Linked DNA regions of Anas platyrhynchos: region 2 is linked to region 1. A link is a contact called in public Hi-C data. All regions are on one chromosome and are shown on one strand. Each heading gives the region's core, a stretch centred on a gene start, on an enhancer-like site or on the middle of the called end of the contact. The rest is flanking DNA. Distances are from core to core; before and after follow the strand shown.

Region 1 (2,700 bases), core at 153-2,652:
AAAGTATAAACACAACCAAAAAAAAACACAGAAGGAATAAAGAAGCAAAAAAATCAAGGTGTCAAAATAAGTGTTAAGCATCCATTTCCAGATGCAGCTGGCTATACCATCAGCTTGCAAGCCAGTGAAGCTGGGCTGGAATAATGAGCGCACAAGGCTCATAAATTCAACATTTATGCATTTAAGCAAAAGCAGTCCCACTGGTTTCTACAGGACATCAAATGCAGGGAAAGTTTCAAAGCATAAACACCTGCAAGACACGGATCCACAACCCGAAGGACTGCTCTTCACTTCCCATCCAAAAAGCCATTTCCAAAAGCTTTTCAGCTCAAGTTTTAACAGCATCTACGCTCCCAAAACAACAGCAAAACCAACCAGGAAGGCAGGGGCGAGGACCAGCCACAGAAAAATGAGATCTATCTGGAAAGGCCCACTGTTAAATTCAATGTGGTGTTGTTTTTTTTTTTTCTTAGTAACGTTTGTGTAATTAATTACAATTAATCCTACGACCCTCATCTCCTCAGAAGTCCGTTAGCTCCCATCCATCGCTATGATCTTCTAACCTGTAAGACAACAGGCAGCTGGCTCAAAGACGGTCTCTCCTCTCCATCATACTTTAGATGAAAGATGTGCTACAAAAGCAGAGCATTCAAGCACCCCAACAAACCCAACCAAGCACCTCGTTATTGAGGAAAGCTGTCTGGGCCCGATACCACCTGAACCTATTTCTGGGAGGCCAGAATGACCTTATTTTCGTGTTTTCGCTGTGGCAGCAGGTGCTGGGAGGGCCGTTTCCCTGCCAGCCTCCCGCTGCCGCATCACGCCAGTGCGGCTCCCAGCCCATTGTCCAAGCCGGCCGCGTTCACAGCACAAACACCCAGCAGCCGGGGCACTGCAGGAAGCAAACCAGAGCTTTATCCCCTTCCTTCCCCAGCACCTCTGGCTCCACGGAGGAGCGGCACCAGGCCGACAACAAGCAACAAACCCCCGGGGAGCCGCTCACCGGTGGGCGCGCTGTCCAGGATGCGGAGGTCGTACGCCCCGGAGCAGCGGTAGTTGGCGGCCGTGCCGTTGTCCCACACCACCACCACCTCCTCGGGGCTCTCGAAGCTGCGCACCGTGCCCACGTGGCCCTCGCCGCCGTCCTGCTTCCCCCACTTCCAGTCGGGGCCCCGCACCACCCGGGCGCCGACGCCTTCCACCATCACGCGGTTGTTCCGCGAGCTGCTCATCCCGGCGGAGAAGAAGCGGGGAGAATCCCCCCTCCCCGTTCCTCCGGGGGACCTCCGGGGCCCCGCCGCTCTCTCTCCCTCCCCGCTGCCCCGCTACGGGCCCCGCCGCTGCATCCGGGCCCCGCCGAGCCCGGCGGCGGCCGCCAGCCCCCGGCCCCGCCTCGGCGCCCCGCACATGCGCTGCTGCCGCCGCCGCGCAGCCATGGCGCCGCCTGCGGGGCCCTGAGGGGAGGCGGCCGCGGAATGGCGGCCGCCGGGAGCTGAGGTGGTTTGGGAGGCGGCCCCGCTGGGAACGAGGTTCCCCAGTGTCCCTCCGCCTCCTCCTGGTGTTGTTAACCCCACAAGCGCTCTCATGACAACCGAGGGTTGCCACCAGAGTTAGCCCCGCACAGGCTTTCAGCAGCACTTCCATTAACTCCATACATCTTCTGTAATCCCACACAAATCCCCTGCGCTCAAAACATGGTCTTCCAGCCGCTCTCTCCCTCTCTAACCATGTTCTGTGCCAGCTTTTCTCAAGCAGCCACCCAAAAAGACAGACAAGCCCAAATCTGACAAAGGAATACACTTCTCAGCAAGGAAATGTCTGCTATGAGGCAGATCAGCTGCCCTGGTGTCCTCTGTGTTTTTTTTCCAGTTTTCGTGCTTCCTTCCACCTTTGTGGTCATTAACACGGCCAAAGAGTCCGTGAGATCATTCCCTGGCTTCCTTTGTGGAGTTTCTCACGCAACGTATAGCAGAGCACCAACATACGGACAAGTAACCACCAGACCACCGCTGCATTCCTCACATAACCCATCCCTTCCCGACCCATACTAAGACTGAGGAATGGTGCCTTAAACATGAAATGGTGTCCTGACAACAGGCACTCCCCAAGCAGCATCTGATTGCTGCTTCTGCAGTGGAAACCCCAACACGCTAACAGATACCACCCTAGAAAAGCGTGCAATTGTCGGGCAGTTTGTTTTTTTTCTGGCAGATGCTTTTCCCCATACAAAAGCTACCTGCAGCTCGTACAGGCCTGTTACATTTAGTACACAGAATTGGGATTAAACATATAAAAACATGCCAGAATTTCCCAGAAATGCTGGAGGTTTCTTTATCTATCAAAGACTCTATGTGGGATCTATAATACCTATAACGTTCCCACCTGCCTCATTCTACTTGCTCAGGCTTTGGTAGTTATAGGCAAGTGTAAGGTTCATGCACATCTAAGGATATGCATCTAAGGATATGCATGTTTTCTATCACTCTTTGGTACGGTTGAATAAAAAGGCCTTTTGCAACCAGTGCATGTGTGCCAGGAAAACCAACAAAGTCTGAGATAAGACTTAGTGACAGCTCTCCTGGACAGAATCTGAAGGGACTAAATCTTCCCAGAGATTAATTTTCCCCTTATTTTTTTTTTTCCATGAAGGATATCTCCTGAATTACAGGTCTTAAGAGAGAATGCTGCTGCAGTTCAGCA
Region 2 (2,700 bases), core at 154-2,653, 60 kb before region 1:
TTATATATGTATATATATAAAAACATATATATATATATATTATTTTTCTTTAATGGCCAAAAAGCAACAAGAAGGACAAGGCCTGGTGATTACTAGGAAAAAAGGAATACTCAAACAGAAAAGCAATGGAGATGCACCCAGTGTAGTCACAAATACCTGGGAGCAACCATTTGAGAAACATGAGGAACTTACTGGGATTAGGTCCCTGAAATAGGGCACAGCTGGTTGATACTCTGAAGAAGAAAGTGTAATAAAATTCATAATTCAAAAAAAAAAAAAAAAGAAAGAAAATGAAAGATGAAAGTAATACTGAATAAAAACTAGTACAAAACTAACTCAGTTTACAGATGAATAATCTTTCCAAGCAGCCCTAAGGAATAAAAGAACTCAGTATAACTGAGGAAATTATATTTCAGGAGAAACAGCGATTTATCTTAAAATGGGAAAAAAATACCAGGAAAAAAAATAAAACAACTTCAGGTGGCTGTATTATGAACTCTGATGACCTGAGCAAAAAAAAAAAAAAAAAAAAAATACATTGACATGGAGAGGGAGAATGAGGAGCAGACAGGACACGAGTACAGGCAAACAGACAAGATTAACACACAATGTTGGGACAAGATATCAAAAAGATTGACAATTCCATCCAGTGAAATGCCTGTAAGGCAAAATACAGCGTAAAATATACACTTTTCCTTGACCTCTTTTTTACTTTTCCATTAAAAATAGAAAGAGAAACAGAAAGCTTTGGAAATGTTTACCTTTGTCCTAGACTGAACTTGCTCTTTACAGATGAGGCATTTTTTCACCCGTGGTGAGCACAGAGAACACGTGGCAATATGTCCACATGGGCCAAACAGAGTGTCTCTCTTCATGTCTGAACACACCATACATTCTTCTAAGGTTTCAGAGTCATTGTTGATCATAGACGGGCTTCGGGAACCAACCTGGCCACTACAAAGAAACCCTGCAGTCAGGCTTTTTTTTTTAAACTCATACTGCACATCAATTCGCTGCTTATCTGTATGTTCCTATACATTCAAGGATCAGTGTGTATCTTAACACAATCCCAACTGTGTATTCCCAAGTGTACTGTTGACACAAGTGTGAGGTCTCATGCTCAGATAAGGCATTCTGTAGAAACAGCCCACAGAAATTGGAATAGCATCTTGTAAATGCAAAAAAAAAACCTACCTTCCCATCTCATAAGTTTAGTTTTTAACAGAGTAATAATAACATATACATTCAGAACTGCACACCTTACCACCTGGAAAGCCTGAATATACTTGTATTACTTTCCAAATGGCAGACTTGTAAAAGAAGCCCCGAACTCCTGAAGTGACCTCACCCTGCATCTGTGTCCTATGCTGCAGCTCACCCAGCAGAGGGAGCATGGGTTAAATGTAAACAGCTCAGTCCTACAACGCTCACAAGCCCATAAAAGGTGGCGAGAATTAAGAACAGCCACAGTGATGAGGCTGAGACAGACAAAAAGTCTCTGCAGAAAATTAAGCACCTTACGTGCTAGGGCAACATCAACAAGAACAGTCTCTCTTCGTGACATTTTGCAAGTACATTTTTCATTTCCATGCACTGACTTCTGAGCAGGAATTAAGGATAAGAATCATGTAAGCCAGTGACTGGAATATAACTAGGACAACTTCTCATACTAAGTGCACTCGATGACGTTTTGGTGAAATTGTAATTCCTAAAGAAGTGCTTCTGAGGTGCCAGGCCTAATCCCTCTTTTTCTTTTTGCAAAGTCATGCAGTCATTCAGCCTGACAGGTACTCAAAAGGTGCTCCAAGGTGCTCCATGCAAAGCAGGGTCAGCCCTAAAATCACACTATTCAGGGTTTTTCTCCATTCCAGTCTTCAAAATTTGCCCAGATAGATTTCACAGCCTCTGTGGGGAACCAGTCCCAGGGCTCAGTTCTCCTTTCAGTGATGTCCCCCCACCTCTTTTCAGGAGTTTTACCAACCTCCAGATGCACTTTGCCACCTCCCCATTACCCCCCTCCCATATGAACAAGCTTTGTGCTGTGCTTCTAGGCCCTGGTAATGCAATGTCCACCCTGCCTGAATGTAATAACCAGTGTTGTTTACTTCCCAACTCATCAAAATCCTTGCAAACCAAGCTTCAGAAAAAAAAAAAAAAAAAAAAAAAAAAACACTCTGGTGACATCTAGTCCAATTCTGTAAAATTGCTACAACCCATTCCTGCTTAGAAAGAGCCACTTCAAAGTAACCAAACCCCAAATCTATTCAGTCTCCCTCCCTCCCAGTAAAATTCCTCACAGCCTGGTCAGATAGCTGGTTTTCCTTTACTACAAACCTCAGCTCTTCCAAACAGAAGCACAGTCAGGCCATCAGGTATAATGCCTGCAAGCAAATCCTCAGCACAGGAGGTGAGCGAGAATGGTAAGCAAGCCCTACTCAGACCCAGCTACAAGACAGGAGGCTGGTACCAGCCAGAGGAGGAGCAAGGCCTGGGAATGAGGCACAGTTCAAACTTCAGAGTGTGAAACTCTTGTAAGATTTGCAGATGTTTCAAGGAATGTATGTGTAGACAGTATTCAATGTATCACAGAATACCAAAAAAATGAATAGAAGTCAAGAAAAACTTGTATGTTTTAACACTATAGGTAGTAAAAGCATGATGTTTTAAATGCATCAGTTAATCTACAGAAAACTGGGGTAT

The links. A called contact is a pair of places that touch in the nucleus more often than the background predicts.
Region 2: a Hi-C map of subcutaneous adipose tissue shows a contact between it and region 1, with 2.3 times the contacts expected there. The contact joins the enhancer-like site here to the promoter of MIB1 in region 1. A contact is called at or near these places in 5 of 8 Hi-C or Micro-C datasets (F1 follicle, liver, skeletal muscle and 1 more).

Annotation. Positions count from the first base shown.
Region 1 is chr2:54,450,947-54,453,646 of IASCAAS_PekinDuck_T2T, reverse strand. MIB1 (MIB E3 ubiquitin protein ligase 1) reads right to left here and starts at 1,402. Exons shown (of 21, transcript XM_072034783.1): 1 at 1,004-1,402. The coding sequence starts at 1,232.
Region 2 is chr2:54,510,699-54,513,398 of IASCAAS_PekinDuck_T2T, reverse strand. It overlaps MIB1 (MIB E3 ubiquitin protein ligase 1), which reads right to left. Exons shown (of 21, transcript XM_072034783.1): 17 at 762-954. Among named protein-coding and RNA genes, the nearest start is that of MIB1, 60 kb to the right of the region's middle. Within about 2 kb of position 1,403, at least 2 of the 8 cell types and tissues checked have an H3K27ac peak or open chromatin away from gene starts, as enhancers often do. A contact at or near this core is called in subcutaneous adipose tissue, where this site is marked.